Regions from separate parts of the Mus musculus genome. Here region 2 is linked to region 1. Evidence: chromatin contacts called from public Hi-C data. All regions are on one chromosome and are shown on one strand. The core of a region is the stretch at or near the end of the contact, and the rest is flanking DNA. Distances in the headings are between cores, read along the strand shown.

Evidence for each region. A called contact is a pair of places that touch in the nucleus more often than the background predicts.
Region 2: a Hi-C map of liver shows a contact between it and region 1, with 2.1 times the contacts expected there. The contact joins two enhancer-like sites. A contact is called at or near these places in 1 of 15 datasets of contacts at CTCF or cohesin (the NIH/3T3 cell line), 1 of 484 Hi-C or Micro-C datasets (liver), 2 of 115 datasets of contacts at active chromatin or transcription factors (differentiating embryonic stem cells and pancreatic cancer cells) and 1 of 9 other capture datasets (embryonic stem cells).

The regions. Positions count from the first base shown.
Region 1 is chr3:97,961,944-97,968,180 of GRCm38.p6, reverse strand. It overlaps Gm5544 (predicted gene 5544), which reads right to left. Exons shown (of 2, transcript NM_001033779.2): 2 at 1,163-1,875. The coding sequence starts at 1,766. The coding sequence ends at 1,395. Among named protein-coding and RNA genes, the nearest start is that of Gm5544, 35 kb to the right of the region's middle. Within about 2 kb of position 3,015, at least 71 of the 459 cell types and tissues checked have an H3K27ac peak or open chromatin away from gene starts, as enhancers often do. A contact at or near this core is called in liver, where this site is marked.
Region 2 is chr3:98,103,227-98,109,463 of GRCm38.p6, reverse strand. It overlaps Notch2 (notch 2), which reads right to left. Exons shown (of 34, transcript NM_010928.2): 11 at 4,882-5,115; 12 at 2,307-2,417. Among named protein-coding and RNA genes, the nearest start is that of Adam30, 54 kb to the left of the region's middle. Within about 2 kb of position 3,118, at least 116 of the 459 cell types and tissues checked have an H3K27ac peak or open chromatin away from gene starts, as enhancers often do. A contact at or near this core is called in liver, where this site is marked.

The DNA of each region.
Region 1 (6,237 bases), core at 1,766-4,265:
AATTGTATCAGTTGTAGACCTTGAAAATATAAAGAAGGATCTTCTTCTCCTCCTCCTCCTCCTCTTCTTCTCCTTCTCCTTCTTCTTCTTCCCATCGATTAAAATAAAATACTTACATCTGACATGTTTTTCCAACTAAAAAGAAAAAAATTCTGGGACAGTCTTTTGTATCCTTGCCCAAGAGTTTAATATTCCATCAGTTTTCATTTATTTAACAGTGTTAATTGGTAGCTCACAAGGATATGGTGGTACTTTGAATAAAACTGGCTGCCATAGGCTCATAGATTTGAATGCTTAGTCATCAGGGAGTGACTCTCTTTGAGAAGTTTAGAAGGGTTAGGAGGTGTGGCCTTGTAGTACACGTGGCCTTGTAGGGGAATATGTCACTAGGGCGAGGCTTTGAGGTTTCAGAAGCTCACACCAGGCCTAGCCTCTCTCTCTGTCTCTGTCTGTCTGTCTCTACTCTCTCTCTCTCTCTGTCTCTGCTCTCTCTCTCTCTCTCTCTCTCTCTCTCTCTCTCTCTCTCTCTCTCTGCCTACAGATCAGGATGTAACTCTCAGCTACTGCTCTAGCCCCATGTCCATCCTCATGATGATGATAATGGACTAAGCCTCTGAAACTGTAAGCAAGCCCTGAATCAAAAGCTTTCTTTTATGAGTTGCCTTGGTCATGGTGCCTCTTCACAGCAATAGAACAGTGACTAAGATAGATATACTTTATAGATTCTAATCCACACAGGATCAGAGCATAGAAGCAACACAGGCCCCAGGGGTTACAAGCTACTGACTTGGCAATGAAACATTGCCTTTCTTCCCCTGATTCACATAACCATGTACGGCAGGGGTGGAAGTCAAGAGTGTCTGTGGGGCTAGAGATGGTTCATTGATCAAGAGTGTCTACTGATCTTGCAGAAGTCCCAGGATCAGTTTCTAGCACCCACATCAGGGAGGTCACAACTGCCTATAACTCTAGCTACAGGAGGATCTGATGTGCTCTTCTGAACTCCAAGCATACCTGCAGTCACGCATGCATATACATATACACATGTGCACACAATTAAAAATAAATAAGTATATTTTTAAAGAGTACACTTGGAAAGGGCTTATTTACCAAACCAGGGTCTCCTGAAATGGTCAGTGGGAATGAAAATCAGGCTCAGGTTGAAGGGGTCTCCGAAAACCTAAGGTTGAGACAAGTTTATTGCAAGCAATCAGACTTTTTATACCCTTATCAGATACAGAATATAATGGCAGCTACAAAGAAGAATAGAATTATAACTGCCAGGATACAATGATTGCACACAAGATTAATGTCTAAGACTAATTGTCCAGCCTTCTTATATGCTTCACTGATTTCTTTGGGATACAGAGAATACAGTTGGCATGAATGTTTCACTACCCGAGGGAGTGACTCAGTTTCTCAGGAATTGAAAGGCACATAGTGCCCCAGAAGCCACAGACCCTAACCTGAAAACTCCACGACCCACACCTCTCAAGACAGCTAGACCAGGCCAATTCCATGATTCCCTGTACTTCTTTCTGCTGTTTGGAATCAATTTCCTGTTGTATCTTTAGGAAATGTGATCCCCAACTTTCAGAAGCTCTGAAAGGTCTGTCCATCATTCCCCAACAGGCCTGAAGCTTAACTATCGAGTTTCTCATGGGCCCACTTTGGGTTTTCCTCTCCCATATTCTTATGTAGAGCCATTTCCTCAGTAGGAGACCCAAGATGAATTCCAGCACGTTGGCTCCTGGACTTGGTACCATAGCCTTCTGCCACCTTGAAGGGTTGGAGGAGGCAGTAATTCATCTCTGGATCAGGATTCCTCTTCCTCATTCCTCATGTGTCTCCCTGAGGTCTTGGCTGTGAGCTATCCTATTAAAGAGAGAGAAAAAAATCAGACTTTTTAAGCCTTAGTGGTGACAGGGCATCCTGATACATCAGAGGCTCATGGGTGAAAGGGCAGAGGACTCACGGATGCTTCAGAGACTTCTGCTGTGGCATCAACCTGACTCAGAGGAGCTGAGACAGGAATAGATGAACAAAATGACTTTGATGCCTAGTGACTAAAGCTTAGTTTAAAGTCTAGAGGGACCAGTGTTCTGCACAGATGAGTAAGATAGGAAAGATTCTTCTGTCGTTGTTCTTCTTCTCTCATGTAATACATCCCAAGAGCAGAAGCCTCCCCTCTCCCCCTCCTCTCAAAACCCCCCTCCCCACACCTTCTCTCTACCTCAGATCTACTGCTTCTTCATGTCCCCTCAGAAAAGAGCAGGCCTCCATTATGGTACTTAGTGAACATGCATGAGGTCCAAGGTTCAACTCCCCAAGATTTAGAAAAAAAAAAGTTGTTTTTTTTTTTTTTTTAAAGCAGAGCTTTATTCTTATTGGATAATAATAACAAACGCATACCCAGCATTCTCCTCCTCTCTTTTGGTTTATTACTTTATTCAGCCTTCACAAGCCCATGAGGTATATCTTAGTATTGGCCTCGTATAGTAGAGTAGGAACCTGACATTCACAACTATCACTTCTGCAAGGGCACACAGCATCTAAGTGGCAAAGAGTAAGAATTTGGAGTAAGCTCCATTCTCTACTAACATTTACTTCCCTAAATATGTGCCAGGCTAGGGCTTTAGTCTGACCCTTGGATTTCTGAAGCACCTTAGGCAAAGAAAGACTAAAAAACAAAAAGTCCTGTTACACCCTTCGATTGTCAATATTAAGATTATTTACTTTTGAACTAATGAGGCACGGTCTTTAATCCTGTATTTTCATACACACTTTTCTCATAAAATTCATACCTACACGTCCATATTGTGGTATTCATGTGCTCGGGTATAATATGTCACCACCCACCGGGTCACCAGGTCCTGCTTCCTTCTTACTTCTTGTGACTAACATGGTTGCCATGAGTTTTTCCTGAAAGGAAATGAGCAGCCCATGTGTTGCCCAGATGGTGAAAGTCATGTAGAGGTCAATGACTTGAGCAAGGTCATAGACCAAGTTAACCACATTTGGCTCCAATCGGGATCAATAACGGCTGTGTGTCCTGTCTCATCCTTTGCTGGTCTGTCTATCCCGGTCCTGGGCCACATTCCAAACGGGGTCATCCGGTGTACACCGCCTGGCTGAAAACTCCCCCTGTGGTTTCGCTCACATCTGGTGTTTTTCACTTCTCTTTCTGACACGTGCTTTGATCCGATTGCTGCTACAGCAGAAAGATGTCCAAAGGCTGCGTGGAACACAGCTAATTCAGTGAGAGGTGAACAGTATGCCCGCCTCCCGAGGACAGAACTTCTAAAAATAAATGGTAACACAGTTGCAGTGCTCCATCCTTGAAGCATGCTAGAAGCCCCCAAACTTAGTACCTCTACCAGCTCATGACTGCCTACCATGTCTGAAGTCTTCCTCCCTCCCTTTTGTGAATGGCGAGGGTGAGGAGTGGCTTTGTGCCTTCCCTAAGGGTTCGTGGATCAGATCTCAACATCAGCTCACACACAAGCAGAATGATTCACAAGTTCACATCCACATCACCTTATCAACAACAGGCTTCTCCACTCTGTTCCTTTCAGCAGTTGTTATTACTAATTTTGTCCTGACCCCATTGTAACAAGTCTCTTCCTAAATTACAAGAGAATGTTTTATTACATTAATTTTCTAAGGGAGCTATTCAGGTATAGTAGTGCAACGCTTGTGATCTCACATCTGTAAACTCATGAAGCCCAGGCAGGAAGAGTATGAGTTTGAAGCCAACCCTGGGCTACATAGTAAGACCTCCTTTTTAAAAAACAAAACCAAAACAAGCAAAATCCCTCAAAATTATTTAAATAAAAAACATTAAGAACATGAAGAGCCGGGCAGTGGTGGCACACACCTTTAATCCCAGCACTCGGGAGGCAAAAGGCAGGCGGATTTCTGAGTTCGAGGCCAGCCTGGTCTACAAAGTGAGTTCCAGGACAGCCAGGATTATACAAAGAAACCCTGTCTTGAAACCCCCCCCCCCAAAAAAAAGAGCATGAAGAATAAAAAAAAAAAAAAGGGAGGGGGTGGAGAGAAGGCTCAGCTGTTAAGAGCACTGACTGCTCTTCCAGAGGTCCTGAGTTCAAATCCCAGCAACCTCATGGTGGCTCACAACCATCTGTAATAGGATCTGATGCCCTCTTCTGGTGTGTCTGAAGAGAACCACAGTGTGTGCACATAAAATAAATAAATAAATCTTAGACAAAAAAACAAAACCCCACAATTCTTTCATCTTACCAGCTCATTATTTTATTTCCTCTAATCTCATTTTCCTTACAGGTTCATAAATTTTTGTTCATTTACTGACTTTTACACAATGAGAACGATAATCTGCACACAGGTTTTTGTGCCCTGTTCTTTTGCTTACTTAACGTTATAAATGCTTCCTGTTGCTGCGGCTTGCATTTGGCTCCAGTCTCTCCCAAGCTCCGTGTGTTGAAATTAAACCCCGTTGTGATGTATTAAGGCTGAAGAAACTTAATCCCACTATGGACTTTAGAGGTGGGACTTTTGGGGAGGATTAAAATTAGACAGATAGAGCCGCCAGGGCTGACTCTTGGTGACTTTATGAAAGGAAGAGAAGGGGCTGGAGAGATGGCTCAGTCATTAAACTGCACATTGCCCTTACAGAGGACAGGCGTTAGGTTCCCTGGCTCACAACTGCCTGATGCCTCTGTGGGTGCCTGCACTCATGCACCCCCATCTGTATAGTTAAAAATAATCTTTAAAAATATTTTGTAATAAAAAAAAAGAGGGCCGGACGGTGGTGGCACATGCCTTTAATCCCAGCACTTGGGAGGCAGAGGCAGTCAGATATCTGGGTTCGAGGCCAACCTGGTCTACAAAGTGAGTTCCAGGACAGCCAGGGCTGTACAGAGAAACCCTGTCTCGAAAAAAACCAAATAAATCAATCAATAAATAAAAAAATAAAATAAAATAAAATAAAATAAAATAAAAAAGGGGAGAGCTGCCAGACACAAACACATGTACTCTTGTTTCTTCCCAAGTGATGACCTGTATTAACCTGGGCCTCTGGCATCACCAGGTGGACCCTCAGACTTGAGCCTCTGCAACCATATGCCAGAGCTTCTTTGTAAGAGAGCTCCTCTCTTTGTAAGAGACCAGTCTTTGCTATTGGCTGACTAGTGATATACCCAAAGCTCCCACGTTATCTTGAGGAAGGAAGGAGACACTGAATGGGAGAAAGACATTGGGGACTTCCATAAAGCATTGGGTCTGTGAATGAGTCTTGTGGGGACTTAACTTTTCCTTAGAGTGAAGCTAGAGAGAAATAGGGCTGTGTAGAGGGGGTGGGGCAAAACAACCCACAAATAAGCAGGAGGGTCCAGACGGTTTTTCTCCTGATGAGATGAACTAGAGGCTAGGCTACACATTTTGGTAACATCTTCCTCAACAGACCTCAGAGAAGAGCGGCTCACCACGGCTCACCGTAGACACAACCCCCACCCTTGGGAAAGAGCAATTTCCCTCGGCTGTGGAAAAGGATAGTAAGTTATGGGGTTTACTGCACTTCCCAGAGCTTCTCCAGAGTGAAATGAGGAAGGGGCTGCTTGCATTCCTGGCTAGAATTCCTACTTTATCTTGGCCCCTCTTTCCTTCTCAGCTGCCCCACCCCAACCCCACTTCGCAGATGTGTTACACTGTCCTTATCCAGACAACCTTCCTCTGCTTAAACTGGCAACAGAGTTTCTTACTTTCCTTTGTTGACTTTCCAAAGCCAACACACCACACCAGCTCTCCTCCTGGGCTGTGTCTGCACAACCAGCTTAACATACTGCCAGCCCCGGACAGCATCCGCACACTGGCCTGCAGCCCCTGGAAAGCTGAAAGATGGAGAGAGGATGCAGGCGACTGTATCCAGCAGTGCTTCCTTGGAGTTGTTCTGCCCCCACCCCCCCCCCACCCCCCCACGGGGAAACCAGCTGACCTACTAGACTCGCCAGGCGCTTTCATCTTTGCAGCTGTTCTTCAGTGACAGGTGAGGATTGCTGTTAGTGAAATAATATGCTCATATGGGTGTAATAGGATGGGATAAACCAAACATGCCAAGCAAAGAACAAGGTAAAACTGCATATTATCCACCTTCTCAAAAGGCTAGCTGCAAAAACCAGGAATGGCAGCTCTGGCCTGTAATCCTATCACTTGAGAGATGGAGGTAGAATGGTCAATTCAAGTTTGAGGCCAGCTAGGGTT
Region 2 (6,237 bases), core at 1,869-4,368, 140 kb before region 1:
CCCTGGGAAGAGTGCATGGGCTCTCTGTAGCTCACTGGCTTATCCAGCACCATCTCTGCAGCCATATTCGTTAACTGAGCACTGCACAACTCCATTTATGGATGGTGAGGAAATGTAGGAAGACAGTAGATCTGGGGTAGGCTGGGCTTTTTGTTTGTTTTCTGGAAGACTTAGTTTGTTTTTGGTTTGTTTTACTTTTTGGGTTCTGTTGTTCTTGTAGTTTGGGTTTAGTTTTTGGTACTTGGGTTGGAACCCAGGGCCTCATGCATGCTGGGTAAGCACTCTACTACTGCGCTTGGCCTCTCTGCCCCGTTCTTGTTGTTTGCTTTTGTTGTTTGCCTTTTCACTTTTCATTCTGAAACAAGCTCTTACTAAGTTGGGCAGCTGACTTGAATTCAGTCCGTGGTCCAGGCAGACCTTGGACTTGTGGCCATCCTGCATGAGCTTCTACAACAGCTAGGATTATGGGTGTCTGCCACCAGGCTGTAACCCAAACACCACCAGGGGCTTTAGAAAATGAAAAGGAGTTTATAGGATCACATGATGCCTGACTTTCTCCCATGTAATCAGAACATGTAGAGCTCCTGTGAGAATAAAGAACAGCCTTAGGAAGAGAAGAGACAAAGGCCTCCCTCGGATATTCTAAAGCTCCTATGAAAACAGCAGGGGAAATGATTAAAATAAAATAGAAGGAAAAGCCCCAAATACTTCACAGTTATGGCTCATGACTCTTAGACATTTCCAGCAACCGATTTACAAAACAGCCTCTTGGACCAGAAAACAGTTCCCAAGAAGGGGGCACCACCCAGCAACCAAAACATTCCATCTCTTGGTTATGTGGTTTCATGCTACACCTTATGTTTATTTTAGAGTATTTTTAGCCTATGTGCCCCCTCTTTGACCCCGTTGATTTGCTAAATGTTAAAAACAGACAGAATATGATTCCCTGACATTTAAAAAAACTAAAACCGGTGAGAAGCCTTACATAAATCCCAGAAGAAACCGTAACAGGCTCCCCCTTGGCCATGTAATGGGAATGAGCCTGGGCTCTGGCGTAGACGCCTGGGAAAGACCCTGATTGCAGGGCACTGGGAACATCACCCTGCGTCTCTCGCTCTCTGCCCTCTCCTCAGTACCACAGGAACAGTAGCATCTATCCCAACTAAGTGAGGTGAGACAGCATCTTTGGTTCCTAGCTCAGAATAAGCCGTTCATACAAATTGGGCATTTTCTTCCTGTTACACTTAACAGGTCTGTGTATTTAGTCAGCTCCCACGTATTTGAGAGAACAGTTTTCAGGATGCCCAAATTCATCGGGCTACCTCAGTGGGTCAGGGCATGAAACCTTCACCACACTGGCGTCTCAGTCACCAGGAAGAACTGAGATCCACCAAAGCCACAAAAGTTCCTGACATGTCATACCGCTGGCATAGAGGAACTGGGTACCTAGCACTCTCTTCACCTGGCTCTGACTGTCCTTAGGCTCTGCCAAAAGCTCTGAAGTGGGCTACACACCTGGGGAGCAGATGACCATAGGGCAGTTACTAAAGGGTAATATTATATATGTCTGCACATGTGTGGTAATGTCCAGAAAAAGCAGAACACACAGTGTATCCTAACAATGGGACTGTCACCGATATGAGGTATCAGTGAGGGCCCAGGCTTCCTCTGGAGCCTCTACGATAATTTTTCCAGAAACATAAATGACAAAGTTAATGTTAACAAGGAAAAGGAAGAAGAGAGAATGTGTGGATTATACTTCACCTATGGGCACATGTGCAAACTCTCTAGAGGTTCATACCTAAGGAAGAGTCACAATGCAGAATAATTCTAATCTACTTTCTTTTCATGGGCAAAAAGATCTTGCTCACTGTAGACAAACTATGTGGTGGTCTCCTCAAGTTATGCCCTCCCCAAACAGGCTCCCGGGAGAGGCGAGACCCCAGGGTGAGCAGCCAGTGTTTCCATGCACGTTTACCTTGGACACAGCCTTACAGAAGGCACTGGCCTCTGCCTGTGGGGAAGCAAAGGTGGCTTTGCAGGCATTAACCCAAGCACGGGGATGGAAAGTTACCATCTGCTAGGAAGTCTCAGGGAGCAAGACACGCGTGGCCTGAAACGCTAAAGGAAAGGCTGTGTTTCCACTTAGGAAGGTCTGGAACAGAAAGAGAAGTACAGAGCAGACTGCAAACCTTCCAGAGACGATGAGAAACAGGAAACAGGTGAAAAAGTGATTTTCACTGAGGGACCCCTTTCCCAGCTTGATGGGGCTAAAGGAGGCCCCCTCCAAAGACAAGGAGTGTTACCTGTGAATCCCGGAGAGCACACACAGCTGTAGCGATTGATGCCGTCCACACAGACTCCGTGCATACAAGGGTTGCTGGCACAGTCATCAAAATTAATTTCACAATTAAGGCCTGTAAAGAGACCCAGAGAAATGATTCTGTGTTACCACAGGAATGTCAGCACTTCCGCCTGTGGTGCTACTCAGTCAGAAGTCTGTAGGGGATCCAGGCCATCCGATCAGAACAAAGCGACGCATCGCCAAGTACAGTCCACAGAAGCCAGAACTGAGAAGCCAAGAGGACTGGATTACTCATACTTAGCCATGATTTGTCCCTTCTACTCTGTTGTCATGGAAACGGTACAAAGGCAATATAGGCAAAACTGTCAGCATCTCTGCCAGGATCCAGGCTGCAGGCCCCAACCAGATGGACACATATCTACATACCCACAGCCAAACAAACACATGCCCGCTTCATGGCTTTGGTGAGGACAATAAAATCTGTCACTGTGTAACTTGTTAACTCTCAGCCCTCAGGTTGAGAGAGCATCACAGCCAGGAGGAGCAGCCATGGCCTGAACCATGAACTGAAACAGCGGCAGCCTACCGTTCTAGAATCCCATTTTAACTAAAACAAAACAAACAAAACAAGAAAACATACTGCAATCATTAAAGTGCATCTAAGCAAGCTATGTGGGGTCCATAGACTGTTTTGTGGTATAAAAAGTGTAAAAGTAAAATCTCATGTAAGAATACAGATAAAGCTCCTAGACCAAATGTCACCATTTGAGTCACTCACCAACCGTCCTATCTGTAAGTGATCAGACATTTGTTAATAATTACCACCTCTATGCTAGCTCCAGAATGTCATGCAGCCCTCCTATGTCGCTGAGGCTAACCACAATGACCATTAATGAGAGACAAGCTTCCATATTCCTGTATGCAGGGGTGGGCCTTTTAGCCTCCGGCCCCCAGTCCATGAAGTCCTAGCATGCCAGTACAGCTCCAGACCCTGAGGTCCTGGTTCAGCTGAGCTGCCCACAAGCGTCTACACTGGCAGAGCAGCCCTCTGGGGCCTCAGGTCTGCAGCTCTCCTCTGACAAGGTCTGGGGTTCTACTGTTTCTTAGAGCCCGAGGAGACTTCTATGCTGTTGCTGAATTGGCTGCTTTTCTGTTTTCTCTTCCTTATGCTAGATCAAGCCATTTTAGGTGACTTGAAACTCAAGAGAACTAATTATTCCAAGAGTTTATCATTATAAAGGACAGATGAGAGAAGACCCTAACAGTGAGCGTGTCTCTCCCTTTGAGCACCCAGACAGTGGAAACCACAGGAACGGTGAGCAAGCTATGATGATTCCTTCCTTCCAAACATCAAACTACCAACAGAGACTGCATGATACCTGGATCGATCAGAAATCGTGACTCCGTGACAGTCTATCCACACTGTCCCCTAAATGGACTTTCCAGCCAGGCCGGCAGCACCTGCCAGCTCCTTTCTACTGAACACAGACCAGCAAGTCTGTATGTTGCCTGCAGCTCTTTGCTCTAACTCTTCAAACAGCTGCAGCAATGGGTCTGGCCTCTCTCTGCATGCTGCCTGCTGCAAACCATGAATATTAACTTCTTGCCTCTGTCCCTGAAGGAAAGTATACCTGATACACTCTGGCACAAGGATATAATCCCAGAGGAAAATAAGTTCTTGCCAACCCACCACTCGCCAGGTTTCCAGCGTGTTTGTTACAATGAGGGAGACAGCAAGCCTAACACAGCCCCTCCATTCTAAAGGCCCCTATTCAACTGCTTGTAAATCTCTCACTTTTCCTTCGTACTGCAATTTCTCATGTCTGGGGACCAGCCCGGAAGCAAATTGCTTTTGGAAGGTTTCACAAAGCCCTATTCAGTCCTTTGAGGGAGTTATCTAAATGTGGGGAGGGGACCCACATTCTCAGCTGTGAAGGCATGGGATGTTTTTCGTATGCTTGAGCAATTCAAAAAGGACTTTGTTTTCAAACTTGGCATGTGTGAGGCCCTGGATGAAGACCAGGACCTTTGACAAGTTTGAAGAAATGGATTTGAAGTAACACAATGAAATCAGGGCAGCTCCCCACTCCCCTGCCTCTGCCCCCTCCATAGGCCGACTTCCTTAAGTCCAGGATGAGCCCCTACAAATCACCCCGTGTATCCAGTAGGCCCTCTGCTCCGCAAGGCTCACACTGGTTAATCTTCCACTCAGACATTTCCCTTTGATCTCTCACAGTATCCCTCTGTCTCCAGCTAAAGCTGTGTCCAAGATCGTTCCTCTCACAGGTAAAATGGAATTCTGGGAAATCTGGGAAATGTAGCTGCCCAGTGAACTAGCTCCAGAACTCCTAATAGGACAGAGCAGGCCCTCGTCTAGCAAGCAGCCTCCCTCTAGGCTCAGGTGGCCTGTGAGGAGCCTGAGGCATTTGACTTCGAAACTACCAAGGTCTTACCTTTGCCTGAAATTCCTGAGGCCCCACCAGACACAGAGCAGGAAGAAAGCTGTCACTTTTAGCTGACAATGCCAAAGAGCAGGCCCTGGATGGAGGGACTGAGAGAAGGAGGGACTGTCCTACCTGATGTGCCTGGTTGGCAGTTGCACTGGTAACCATTCACCAGGTCAATGCAGCGCCCATCGTTCAAGCAAGGGCTGCTGTAGCATTCATCAATCTGGTCACTACAGATGGCTCCCATGTACCCAGGGTTGCAGATGCAGGTGTAGGAGTCGATCCCATCCTGGCACTGGCCATGGTGGCAAGGATCTGGGTCACAGTTGTCGATGTTCTCATCACACAATATGCCAGTGAAACCTGCAGAAAGAATTTTAGTGAGGAGCCTTTGAAACCAGGGAGCACGCTGAGTCTACACCCAAAGGCGGCCTGCCCAGCCGCCCTGCATGCCCCACGTCTGGAGCAATCTTCACAGGTGGCTTTGAGCAGTGGCCTTGCCTGTCTGATTTATAATTCGAGCTTGGGGACCCCGTGCTCACAGATTCTTGGAGGAGTCTGCAGAACGGATATGCCCCTGTGCCTGAGCCTGGGGTCTGCTGCTCTCTTCTCAGTGTGCTTGCTTCCTGGCCTGCAGGGAAGGAAGGCACTCCACACTTCCTCCTTGCATGCTGCCTCTGAGCAGCTCTCCTCCCAGCACACAGGCACTGACTATGACTTCACATATTCCGTCTTACAGATCTGAGTCTGGAGAACAGAGTCTCAGAGCCCGTCCAAGAGTGTTATGCTACTAATTTCTAAATAGGTATTCATTAAATAAAATGAATGATCCACTTGTGACTCTCTGAAAGACAATGAGAGAAGTAAGCATCCCACAACTGAGGTGTAACTTGATCCATGTCCCACCTCTTCCTAAAAAGGGTCCAAGGAGGTCTTTCCTCCCTTTTATTGTTTAAACTTATTTTTTAAATTATTATTTTTCAAATGGGTGGTGTGGGTGTGTACATGTTGAAGTCAGGGGACAACTTTTGGGAGTAGGTTCCCTCCTTGCTCCCCGAGGTCTGGGAGTCGAATTCATGTTTTTAGGGGTGTGCGGCAGGTGTTAGTACCCACTGAGCACCTCAGCACCCTCCTGTCCCTTAAACATGAGATCTAGGACTTAAACCTCACTGCTGTGAAGTCACGCTCCACAGAAGCAGGCTAGAAACGTCTGGAGCATCTCCAACAGGAGGCAACGTTCCTACGAGGAAAAGGCAGCTCAGCAGAGTCCACACCTACAACAGACATCAGCTCTGCACCACTATGGGAACAGAGTGTGCTTTCCTGAGACCTGAGAGAAATCAGAGGCACAAGGCCTACATGCTAAAAACCTGTTTCTAACTTATGCTCTGACATTACTCATGACTTTGAGAGTCTGCCTGCCTATATGTATGCATGCGAACTCTGTGTGTGTGTGTGTGTGTGTGTGTGTGTGTGTGTGTGATG